2 separate regions of the Gasterosteus aculeatus genome follow, and region 2 is linked to region 1. The links are chromatin contacts, called in public Hi-C maps. All regions are on one chromosome and are shown on one strand. The core of a region is the stretch at or near the end of the contact, and the rest is flanking DNA. Distances in the headings are between cores, read along the strand shown. Region 1 holds the start of cpsf6 (cleavage and polyadenylation specific factor 6). Region 2 overlaps cacna2d4a (calcium channel, voltage-dependent, alpha 2/delta subunit 4a).

Region 1 (6,766 bases), core at 1,350-3,849:
GTACCTGAGAAAGATGAGGAAAAAATAGCTCAGCTTTCCAGATAAGATGGAACAAATGCATCAGTGTTGAACAAGAAGACATCCATGACAATTTCCTTGTATGTCCAGCGTACCGGGGAAATAAAGGTTTCTTCTAATTTGCAATAAGGGAACTCATTCATATGCACAGGAACTAAATTTAATCAATTTTCATTTTGATGCGGTGCAATTGCATTTAGTGGACAAACTGATGTGTAAAAACATTTGCAAATATATTTGACATGACCTCTTCAAATCAGCCAGGTAACAAGCATGCAAGTTCAATTACAAACTATTGAGTGCTTTTAAAATATGCAGATCCAAAATGTGTATTTATCCCACTTACTTTTGCGTGACTGCATCTCAAACTGGCTGAGAGACTGTTTGTTGCACGCTGTGACAATGGGATTCTGACCATGGAGCTCCCGCTTTGACAGCAACTCCATTAATTTCCTAGATGACGCCTCGGACCCCACACACACCAGCGCAAACCTGTAAAATGAATGCAGAGAACATACACAAATAATTGAACATTGTTTTTGTAGAGGGAATGATCTACAACAGGTTAGGATTTAGTTTAATCATGTCAAAAAACGGATTAAACCTCCCACCCTTTCGACTGGCCATTGGCTCTGTTTTCAAAGAATTTGATCTCCAGCACATCGGAGATGCCCACCGACCGGATTGCTTCGGTCAGGTCCTCGTCTGTCGTCCACTGCATAACAGAAGAATGCATCATCAGAAGTACATTCGTACGGACTTGCTTAATTTGATATTTGTTACACAAAAGTTGCATAACTCGGAATATCATTGTTTACAGGACTGTCCTAAATGTCTTTAAATTTAAAGAAAATTGTGCTATAGAATGCCTGAGCCAAATTCTCAAGATACCAACCCATGTGAGGTTCCCTATGTACAGGGCAATCCTTTTGCCTGTGTAGGTGTAGACAACGTTAGGTTGGGAACTCTTCCCTCCATCGGAGCCCCCTGCAGTAGGCAGCGTGTCCAGGTAGTCGCGGTCTTCTGGAGCATCGCCATTGTTGGCTGATGGGGATATTACATCATCGTAAAGGTCGATCTGTTCATGGACCGCATAGTCCGATTCCTGTTGAGCATCACGGAAATAATTTAGTGTGAAACTTTTTTAAACAACTATTATAGAATTGGCAAAAGCAAATCACTTTGGAGCTGCAAGATTCTTTTGCGGAAGCATTCGTTGGTCTGCTTGCTTCCTTAGACATTGCATTGAATCTCAAAAGTTAGGTGCATTTATAAATTTGCCCCGACTGTGAGCAGATTTCTCTACTTTTAAACGTTACATGATTGCTTGTGGTACAGAAAATCCAGATGATGATTTCTCTCAAGGACAATATCAACCCAGATGGAGAAATAGTGATTATTTTTCCACCTTTATTCACTGGGTTTGACAAGTTCAACAATGCAAAATATAATTGCAGCATAATATAGTTAGACGAGTGTAAATCTCACAATAACTTGAAGGGGGGTTTACTGTTTAGACAAACAAATGAAATGATAAACGTTATAACAAATACTTGTTTAGATCGTGTGGTCACATTACAGTAAATCCACAAGACGTCTTACCTAAACCTAAACTAACGTTACCAAAACTAAGAAAACAATACGTTGCCTCTAAATAGTCAAACAACAAATGGTCTGCACCCGAGATTTTTGTAAATATAGCTACGTCGTGTTATTAGTAAAAGGGGCGTGTGTGGAGGAAGAAAAACAAACTCTGCAGACTCATAACGTTACATGCTAAAGTCGCATTAAGCTAACAATCCGTAATGTACGGTTAGCATGGGTTAAAATACGTCTCCAAGTCGTACAATGGAAGTTCCATAGCCAACCATATTAGAGTTAGTTGTAATTAAGAGTTTTATTGAACTTAAAACACAAACGACTAGAAAATAAACTTATAAACGATGGTTAGCTGGCGTTTGTAAGAGGAAGGCAGCTAACACCAGCTAGCTACCGTAACTAACGTCAGGTTTGTTGTGCTCGATAGCCCGCCACGGGCAAGCGATGCAAAAGGCCTGAAACCCGCATAGCCAAACAACAACAAAAAATGGTTGAGTTTTGCTTCCACCGAAACAAATGTTTCAATTTGCGCCGTGCATGCAAACTACCACTTCGCACAATACGGCGCCCTAAACGTCGACCGAGCGGCACATTTCGAGCCGGGTAAAATATAACCGAGGATGCAGGCTGGCATCATGGTGAAACGGGCCTGCGAGCGAGGGAAAGTCCTTTTTCCTCTCAGCGGGACACACCGCTCTCCGAAAAACACGAGCAACGACGGAAAACAGAAACAAACATAAAAACATAAAAACGCCAGTCGTCGACGTGTGGTGAATAAGTGTTTATTACCTGGTTGAATTCCTCCTCTACGTCGGCGTAGATATCGATGTGATCCACACCGTCCGCCATTTTCCTCCGACCCGTCGCTCTCTCCGCCCGGCGGTGCAGAGCGACGCTGAGCCGCAAAACAATGAGACGGCGAGCGGCACCAACAGCGCCTCTGCTGGTCGATACGAGGAGGCCAAAACGTGCCAATAGGAAATAGCGAGACCCCCCCTAAAAAAAATACATTTATATATATAAATATAATTTAGTTTTTCGTATTATTTTTATTTACCTCATACCTCAACATTTGTTTTTCATGAAGTAAACTTGAATTTCCTTTTTGACTTGACCACGTAATCCTTTTCTAAATCGTGCCTATCAATCCCATAACATTGATGCATTTGTCTATTTTGCACGTGCATTGTTTCTGACTTCCTGTCAAGATGAAAGGAAACACCTTTGAATGCAGAAATCTGAGAGTGTAGGCTAAGATACAGGATGCTGCTCCAGATGAGTCATTTGTCATTTGCAGTCTGTGGTAGCATCTGGAAATTAAAAATAAAACCTGATGTATAAATACAGTAGGAGTACATTGCTAGTCATAATTCCAGTGGAAGGAAATACAGTTAAGACAAGTGACCGCCACGCAACATATACTTTTTCCATGAAGCATTGCACAACATCCATTCGTCTTGGACCACTTATCCGGGGTCGGGTCGCGAGGGCAACAGCTCCAACAGGGGACCCCAAACTTCCCTTTACCGGGGCCACATGTACCACATCTCTGACTGGGGGATCCTAAGGCGTTCTCAGGCCAGTGTAGAGATATCATTTCTCCACCTGGTCTTCCCCGGGGGCCTCTTCCCAGCTGGCCGTGCCTGGAACACCTCCCTATGGAGGCACCCAGGAGGCATCCTTAAACCTCTCCACCACCACAACGGCATCCCATAAAGATGTTTTGCAGTTGCAGATAGGATTTCTTATCTTTGCATTATTCCTGTCACAATACCAATACATCCAAGCACCTTTTACAAGGCGCACATTCAATTCTTAATTGAATTCTACAAAGGTTTAATTATTGAAAAATGTCTGGTGTTTAGTGTAATTGACTGATGTTCTTTGGATTGAGATTCTTTCTTTCTAGAATAAAGCTTTGAGAATCCTCTTGATTCAGGATATAAATTATGCTGTACATCTCATTTGAGTTTTGGTGTAATTCCTTGACTGATTCTCTGTTTTAGTCTTTACTAATGTGTGCAATGAAATGAATCCTTGACAAACAACAGAATACTCACTGACAACAAATACAGTACAAAATCCATGTAGATCATTTAATTTAGTTGATCAAATCCAGACTTCAGTCAGCAAACATACATATAACTTGGTCACATGTTAACCGTACAATATACAGGATATTGTACAGTGAAAATAATGAATAAATACGAGACAAAGTATTAAAATTATCCAGATAATCTCAGCAAAACACAACATCCTGTAATGATGCACACTGACAAACATTATGTATCTGAGTCTTTGACATAAACAGGCAATTTTGTCATCATAGGCTTAACGTAAAGACATGCTTTGCAAGATGATTCAGAAATATTTAAAAAGCCAAAGGGACACTCACAACCCAAAACACAATGAAATGCTTATGTTCAAAATATGAAAAACAAACAATACAAAAATACCCCATTCAATCAGATTTACACTGTTAATTTACATGGCAATTATGGGACCTCTTTCCACACAGCAATCTTGTGTCACCGCCATAAAAATGATTTTCAGGAAAAAACGTTTTGGCACTGCGACTTTTTGCGGGAATTGTATTTGTACTTGCTTTTCTTTGAAACTATGTAATTGCGTTATTATAAATCAACAAAAAACTATTTTAACCAACCTGGTCGGATCAACCTTCATGTGTTATCCAATTTGATTGTAGACCTACATTCTGTTTCCACAGTGTTGTCCAGCCAAGCATGACAACATACAGAACATACAGACACACAGAAAGACACAGCTGATAAAGACAGAAAGGCAGACTTAAAAATAAAAGAAATGTCACAAAAACAACATGCCTGGATGCAATCCAAGTAAAAAATAAGATGGTGAAGGGGCTTTCCATTCCGATTTTATAATTATCATTTGTATCAACTCCAGTTCTTTCTTGGTACCGAGCCATCACCCCCTTGAGATTTCCAGAAGAGTTACAGAAACTGATATTGCAAACACCCTTGTAAAACACAAACTTTCAGCAGCAAAACTGGTGTTACACCACAATGTTTACCATATGTTGCCGCAGCCCTTCTCTTATTTAATGGCTAGAAATGCGTTTTCGATAGGTAGACGTAGCACTCAGGGTGACAAGAGTGTTACATGCTTGCAGCTGCATATATAATATGCATGTGTGTGTTTGCAATTTCAAGTTCTGTGGGATTTGGGAAATGAGAAACCCCCCGTCCCCCCCCCATCATGGGTCCATCCGTGGAGCAAAAATGCCATGAGCAAAATGTGCAACATTAGTTTAAAAAAACAAACAAGAAATCCACTTGAGGTGTCCAGTGTCCAAACACATCTCTGGAATCATTCCAATGCCCTCCTTTATATGCAAAGTTGTCCATCATCAGGAGACACATTTGGCAAAGAAGAGGCAGGTGAGAAAGACAGAGGCAGAGAGAGATATAACAGAAGCTCCTCCACAGTCATTGGCGTTCTCCTGCAGAGGGAAAAAAAACGTAAAGTGCAATTGAGTTAAATAAGAGAGCAGATATACAGTACACGCTAAGATTGTATTACTAGGAGTGTACACTGTTTGGTCCACAGAACCAGTATAGTAATGATAAAAAAAGCGAATGGGATGGATCATTAGCGGCTGACCTGGGCGTGGTAGGCGTGGCAGGACTCGGGGCGTCGGCGGATCTTCTGGGACCTCATCCGGTCACACTTCACTGAGGCATTATGTGCCGCAGCGTCAAGGAGCAACAACACAAACGGGCGTCTCTTGCATTCAAATATCAACAAGAGTTGCTAGAGTTGGAAGCTGGTTGATATCCTGGACTAGCTGTACAACATTAGCAACTCCTGTTTTTTGGTCCGTGTGCAGCGTCACCAGAGCATATAACTGTAACTATTTCAAAGTAATAACGGACTCAATGAAACAGCAAAACATCAAAGGATATATTTGACTTCCTCGGGCGCCATGGTGATGGGTGAGTACTGTCTGGAGCAGTCACAGTCGGCCTGCACCACCAACATCAGCAGGTTGCTCTCTGGGATCTGTTGCACCACAAACATCCTGACACACAAACACACATAATGAACGCGTCAACATGTGGATAAAAGCGCGGGGACGACCTCTCACAACATGTAACACTTTTACAATCATAATTTTATTTGAAACTCCAAATTATGTTTTTTATAATGATTTAGAGGCTTAATTTCCACTGAATGTTTGGATCAAAATGGATTATAAACATTTTGAAATCCAATAATCTTATAATCAGTGTTATTGCAGGTACCACTTTTGGCCTCACGAGGGCAGTCACACTCAACGTCAATTATGGAATATTACCACAGTCTCTCCCCCTTTTCGTTGTCCTCTCCCTCTTTAAAACAAACACACACACACAGACATACAAACAGAGACATACAAACAGAGACACACGTAGGCTAAGATGCATCCTCTTTCCCCTTTCGCCAACCTCTTTTTCCATTTAGGGGGGCCAATCTAATATGACTGGTCCAGGGCGTTTCGAGGGGACTGCACTGCAGATGTGTGCGCGCATAAGTGTGCATGAGTGTGGCCTTACTTCTGGCAGCGTCCGCACTTAATGATGCTGTTGGTCTCCTTGACTGACGGCTCGTAGACGAAGCTGGGGTACTCTGTGTCGCACGGCTGCAGCATGTCCCCTCTTTTCTTATGAGCTGAGGCTAATGGAGGAATAGAAACGGGTCATGTTTCCAGGTCGGGAATTAGAATTGCGTATGTAAAAGTGTGCGTGTGACGTTTTGTTGGTGAGTGACAGGCTGAGAGGGTGTGACAGGGAATGGAGGGAATCTAAATGCTTCACACTTGAGCCATTTATTGCTTTTTCTACCATGACCAGAGGTAATCTACCTCGCTGTGTACGCCAAACAAAATTGAATTTGGTGTCTTTTAACGAGTACATATAGGAGTTTGAAAACCAGAAATAAGAGCCATAATAGCTTTTTTTCCCTTTAGTCGACAGTGTAACAATATGCTTTGGTCTTGTTTTGTAGAAGTTGGCGGTTGTGCCTGTTCCCATTAAGGCTGATTACATAATCAGAGACACCGGCATACTACAAACACTACACCACACACAAAAGGTACTGTAGTTTTATAGAAGACGTCCTAAAAAACACT
Region 2 (6,103 bases), core at 894-3,393, 36 kb after region 1:
GGTACCAACCCAAAGTCATCACCGGGCGGTTAGTAGCTGGAGGAACTTTCTGCCCCTCTGGTCGTGGGTGTTGGCATGAAGCCACAGCAGTGTGACAAAGTGTGTGTGTGTGTGTGTGTGTCTGAATGTATGTGAAGCATTAGGCTTGGAGCGGAGCCTGATCCCTTAGTGATACATGAGACTCAGAGTTAAATAGAAACTGGAATGAAAGCTTGTTGGCAAACCACCCAAAGCATCTGGAAAATTCTACCGTGTAATCAATAGCCATTTTAATGTAATTGGAAGTTATTCGGAGAAGGCTCACGTTGATTCCCGAGTCAACCTCAAGGTTCCTCCCCTGAAGGACAACACGCAATTTTTAGTCTAATCATTCCCCACCATCTTTCTGTCCTCTGCTCTGCAACAGTTTATAGCATTGATCACACAACACAGTACCAACTAGTACCATCTACACGGGCCGCTGATGTCCTAGCGGTTTGTTTTAGGAGTTGACGTTTGTCGTGTGGATGCCAGCTCGGCTACCAGTTCGGCTACCAGCGTCATCTAGGAACCGGAAGATTTCTATGGCTGAGGCGACCTTGAACTAGCTCCAGCTGGACACAATGCCTGCAGAAAGCTGCGTGTCTGCAAGCAGGTGTATTTTGTCCTCCTCTTTGAACAAAGTTTAGTTCGGTACAGGTGCAACAGGAATTTGCCGGATGAAACACACACACACACACACACAGTACTGGCTTACTTTCAAAGGACATTGGGAGGGACGGATTTGGATAATCCTCTGTACCACAAACAGCACCACTCCACTTCAACACTTCCAATGCAGTATTACACAAGTCCAGCGTGGATCCAGCATGAGGCTGAAAAGATAACAGGGCTTATTTCTGATAAAGAAATAGCGCTTGACCCACCAGGTAATCAGAGAAAATGTCCTGGATAAGCAATTTGAGATGAGCTCGATTGGTAAACACTTCACAAGCCTTTGAAAAGGTCATCCAATTAACCAGATGAGGGTTATATCTATCCATCTATCTGTCTATCTATAGCACATCAAATGAAAATTGCTTAGATGTGTGTGTCCGTGCTCTTTGGACCAACGCCACCCGTCAATCCTTCCCTTCTCATGAACGAGTGGTCATGCATTAAGACTCGTCATCCAAGGCGAAATGTATTCTACTGCGGATGTGTGTCAAAAGCCAAGCATCCTTAATTTGCATCGAGCCTCCAACCGGGGCCCAGTCGGAGTGGACAGTAGAAAGCGATGTCGCGTCCATTAAAGATGTGACAAAGATGGTGGTGCAGTGAAAACATGGCGCTGAAACTGGCCTCGAAATTGTGCTTCACCCATAATTTGCTTTGCATCACTTGTTTCTCGTTTGTTTGTATCCCTTTATCTCCCCCTCTCTCTGTTTTACCCTGTCACTCCTGCTAATTAAAAGCCACTATCACAAAAGCAAATGTCTCTCCCGTGGGCCATGCTTTGTGTGTGTATGTGTTTGTTCGCGGGTGTGCGTGCAGTGTAGTCACAACAAATTGATACAGATGAGCATGAATTACAGAGGCAGCTCGGCCTACATCTTTACCCACTCGCCCCTCCAAGTAAAAATAATGATTCTGTCCCAGCGAGGCGAAATTCTTCAGGAGAGAAATGGATGAGGGGGACAGAGAGGGAGTAGGTGGGAGAGAAAAGGACACTGAGAGAGTTAAACAGAGGGGTGAAAAAGACAGAAAAGAGAGAGAAATACTGGAGGCTAAAAACAAGATTTGAAAGAACTACTAGAATCCCTCCTCTTCTCGTCACACTCCAGCAGGTGTGCAGCCTGCATCCCTGCACCCCGTTTGAGCGTGCGCGAGCGAGCGTCACTTTCTGTGTGTGACTAAGCGTTTAAGTGCCCGAGAGTCAGGCAGGTAACTTGCTCCTCTCTCTTCTTTTCCCCGTCGTCCGTATGCGCTCGGTTGCTGCGGTAACACAGCGTCACCGTGTCAACGTTGAAACAACTTGGTGACACTCCTGAGACAGTGATGTTATACGTGTGTGACTTTTGTGTATTCTTTCGTACGTCTTTGATAAAGCCCTAGACAGAACAGCGCTGCATTGAGTGGGACGATGGGCTGAATAGTGAAAGAAGGCATTCAAACACACACACACACACACACACACACACACTCAAGGGGAGCACACGCACACTCTGGCTGGCTAATTTCCATCCGCTAAACCAAGTGACGTCTCGATTTACAGATCAGACCTGCAACAGCCTCAGAAAAATGACCCCATTGAGGTGTGATTGAACCTCAGATGTGACAAGATGTCAGGCGTCTCATCGGACGAAAACAAAATGGATCCTCGCAGACAATATTTAACTTTAACATACAATGAAATACTAATTGTCATCATCGTAATGATAACAATAATATAATATAATATATATGCTGTCATCATTATACCATCGTTATTGGTGCGACTGACCTTGAGGAGGACCAATCGTTTGAATTATAACGCCCTTGATGCCCTTAAAATATGCTAAAAGTTGACTGAGTTGCTTGACTGAGTTGCTTGGCTGTTGATTGACGCTGCAGCTAAAGACTAAGTAGTGAAAAATCCTCATCACAATTTAAGTTGAGTGGTCTTTATCCACACGTAAGTTTAGGCGAGCCGGTGATTTATCTGACATCTATTGGAGTCGATTCCAAGCACTTTGGCTCAGACCTCTACGCAGAGGACGAGGCATCGAAGTGTGAACAAACACAGGCCGGCGATTCGGTTGCAGAGAGGACAGCTGGTCGCTCTGGTAATAAGAGAGCCCAGAGTCTGTCGCCTGCACGGAAAACAGCTTGGCCCCTGGTAACATGCGACTGTGCTCAGTAACCGAGGTGCCTGTGGAGATGACATCATCGCTGGGTCCAGTGTCACCCTGGGGCCGCTGCATATAAACTTACAGACAGCTGAGGCCCCGGAGGTGTTAAGCAGTGTTACCTAGGAGACGCTGTGAAACATCACAAACATTTACTGGAGTCATATGACTCTTTGTTTGTTTTTATATATGCGTGTGTGAATGTGACAACCAGTAAAAAGAACATTTTTTTAAGATTATGATCCTGCAAATGTGTACAAAGAGAAATTAAACAGGCAGAAAGTTTCAAAGGGATCACCTCTGACCTGTGCCTATATGAAAAAGAGAACTTTTAAAAGGGTGGAACGATCTTCGTATTTGGCAATCACAGAAAATGAACCTTAAAGAAAAGCCGCAATCATTATATTCATATGGGATGAAGACAAAAAAATTGCCTTAACCTTCTGCAATGTAATTCCAAAACAAATGCCGATCAGTGTTTCTGGTGGAGGGGGACATTTCCCACAACTGTCTGTCAGACAGAGACCGCTGTCAGAGTTGCCTCGGCACCCTTGCTTCAATCAAACAGGGAGATGGTGTTGCATTTTAATGCCCCGCCTCAGTTTGTTTCCCATCCCTGCCTGATTACATTTGCCTCCAAAAAAAGTCAGCACTTTTGTGGAATGTGTTTGGGCCTTCTTAGAAAATATCCAGTCGGAAGTCTAAATTAATACGCAGAGAGCCCCTCAAACTTATCTGGACAGAACCCCCCCCCCCCCCTCTATCTTCCTCCGACTGTGGCCAAATGTCTTCCTTCGTCTTCAGGCTGTGTGCAGCATAACAGCATGAGGACAGAGAGCAACTCAAATGAACCAAAACGAGGGAAGCAAAAAAGATATGTGAGTGAGAGGGGGGGTCACGATGTTCAATAACAGAGGGAAATGAGGGGAGAGGGGGGTTGCGGTGGGGCGCGAGAGGCAGAAGAATCAGCGGATATAAAGAACACCTGTAACAAAACAGAGCCTGCATAGGAGACGGAGAGATATAGAAGCTGCGTAGAGGTGACCACAGTCTGGAATCGGACATTATATGCCCCCCCCCCAACCCCTCCCACCAGCTCCCTTCTCCCTCTGAGTGACATCGTTATCCCAAATCTCACGAAACCACTGCACCATTTTCAAACGGAGGAATTCACGGCTACTCTGCAGCGGAATCCCTGCAGATTGTTCCTGAGACGGCGCAGTGACAGAAGTGTCCCCACTTGGGACAGGATGCTTCAGAATCACCCCTTTATCATCCATTTATGAAGTGGCGTTCATTTTTTCCCAGAGATTAGGATTATACTGCCGGACGGAGCAGAGGGGATAACAGACATTCACGGTTCACACGCAGATCTCTGTTACAAGGCCAAAGTCTTTATGTTCTGATACTTCTGACGTGTATTCACAGAGCTGCACAATGTCGTTTTGATTCGTTCTATGTAATTACCTTTCTACTGCACGTGGAAACTTTCAAATACGAAGCAACGACACAAAGTCAGACAATTATTTGCTGTTGACAATGAAAGCACATAATAACTCTGAATATGCACACAAAAACACTTTACTTTATTAGGGACATGAATTCAACTGACAGCGTTCAGAGCAATGGCTCTTTACTTCCACGTTTACTTCCTTGAAGATTCAAGAAAGTCAATTCATGCAGCTTGGTTAAAACGGCATATGAAGCTCGTCATTTCCTCCATTCTTCATGCTGAGCAAGCCGTCTGTGGAGTCGCTGCATATTTGCCTAAATCAAATTTCCCAAATGCCAAACTGTGCCTTCAATAACATTTTGATGGGTTTAAGAGGTGATACGTCATTCAATTTTCCTTCCTGAATGCATCACCCATTCTTTATCATACATTAAGGTAAGCGTTTATCTAGTGGTGTGCTTAAAGGGAATAAAACATGATTTTAAAGCCTCCTCTCAACTCACTGCGTTGTCACTGTGAGAGACAGACAAGCAATATAGTGGAAGGCAATGGAGCCTTTGATGTGAGTGAGAGGAAGGAAAGAGAAAATGAGAAAGAAAGTACATTTAGAGAGATTCGGAGGAACTAACAGGATGAGACAAAGTGCGACAAAAGGCAACGGCACGCTGAGACATCGATGCTAATAATATGCAGATGATGAAATCTGCTGATGAAGCGGAGTCGTGTCAGGAAGTAAAAGTGCTGTCTCCTCCGTCTGGAGTGTTTCTTAATATTACGCTTTGTTGGTGCTAAGCACACACTCGCTCGCACAAGCATATGCCCACACACACACACACACACACATACCCAGAGAGATAAAGCCATGGCGATAAGCCATTGGACGGAAACAAAGTCAGCCACAGTAACGAGGCGCTGAGGGAATACAGAGCAGTGCCAAGAGACTCGACGTGAAGGAGAATGAAAAAGATGAAGAGACTGCGGCAGGCGAGAGACAATTGGAGTGGATTGGAGAGAGGGACAGGCAGGAATGAATGAATGAATGTGAAAAGGAACGAATGAAAAAGCCTCGGTTTGTGGATACAAATACAGACGGAAAAGGTGCAAATAATGACGCACACAAAAAAGCTTGAAATGGAATAATAGGGGAGAAGGTAGAAACAGGTTATGAGTAGAAATTATTAAATTGTTGTTATCTGCGGGATAAATAGTCCAAAATGAAATAAAAACACCTGTGAGGTGCACACAAACACACACACAGACAAATGACCGAAAAAAATGATTTCCACCTAGAAGCCCTTGAATTGATTTGTTTATGTGCTCACTTCTTTCTTCCACGTTCCCTGCAGTCCTTCCCCCTGATTAGCTGAAGTCAATTCCCCGTTTAAATGTAATCCTGTTGTGTCTCTTCGCTCCTCCCTCTCCTCCTCAAGTCTTCCTCTGTGTCCTGTGCCTCCTGTCGACGCTGCTGTCGGCGGCCTCCTCCTGCCCTCCTCCCTGTCGCTGCGGCTCAGACGGTGCGGCGGTGGACTGCGGGGGCCGGGGTCTCTCCTCACTGCCCCCACTTCACCTCCTGCATCCGGGGAGCCGCTCCCTCCTGCTGGCCAACAACAAGCTGGCCTCGCTGGGAGCCTCGGCCTTCGCTAACCTCTCCTCTCTGGAGGTCAGGGGCCAGATTTTTATCAGTTGTTTGTCAGTGGAGTTGAATATGTCGATTGTGTTACGTGGCACTGCGATATTCATGCCGTGACCTTGCACACTCAAACCCCCGCAGGACAATAAGTGAGACTCTTATCTGAGAAAACTG

Evidence for each region. Hi-C and Micro-C count contacts between places; a contact is called where the count stands out from the background.
Region 2: a Hi-C map of skeletal muscle shows a contact between it and region 1, with 4 times the contacts expected there. The contact joins the enhancer-like site here to the promoter of cpsf6 in region 1. A contact is called at or near these places in 2 of 6 Hi-C or Micro-C datasets (both in skeletal muscle).

The regions. Positions count from the first base shown.
Region 1 is chr4:30,462,894-30,469,659 of fGasAcu3.hap1.1, forward strand. It overlaps cpsf6 (cleavage and polyadenylation specific factor 6), which reads right to left and starts at 2,600. Exons shown (of 11, transcript XM_040175016.2): 1 at 2,407-2,600; 2 at 914-1,123; 3 at 630-733; 4 at 365-510; 5 at 1-4. The coding sequence starts at 2,466. cacna2d4a (calcium channel, voltage-dependent, alpha 2/delta subunit 4a) reads right to left here. Exons shown (of 39, transcript XM_078100295.1): 36 at 6,192-6,312; 37 at 5,559-5,677; 38 at 5,260-5,339; 39 at 3,688-5,098. The coding sequence ends at 5,006.
Region 2 is chr4:30,499,293-30,505,395 of fGasAcu3.hap1.1, forward strand. All of the region lies in intron 27 of cacna2d4a (calcium channel, voltage-dependent, alpha 2/delta subunit 4a), which reads right to left. lrtm2a (leucine rich repeat transmembrane protein 2a) reads left to right here. Exons shown (of 7, transcript XM_040175366.2): 3 at 5,730-5,959. Among protein-coding and RNA genes, the nearest start is that of LOC120818355, 10 kb to the right of the region's middle. Within about 2 kb of position 2,144, at least 2 of the 9 cell types and tissues checked have open chromatin away from gene starts, as enhancers often do.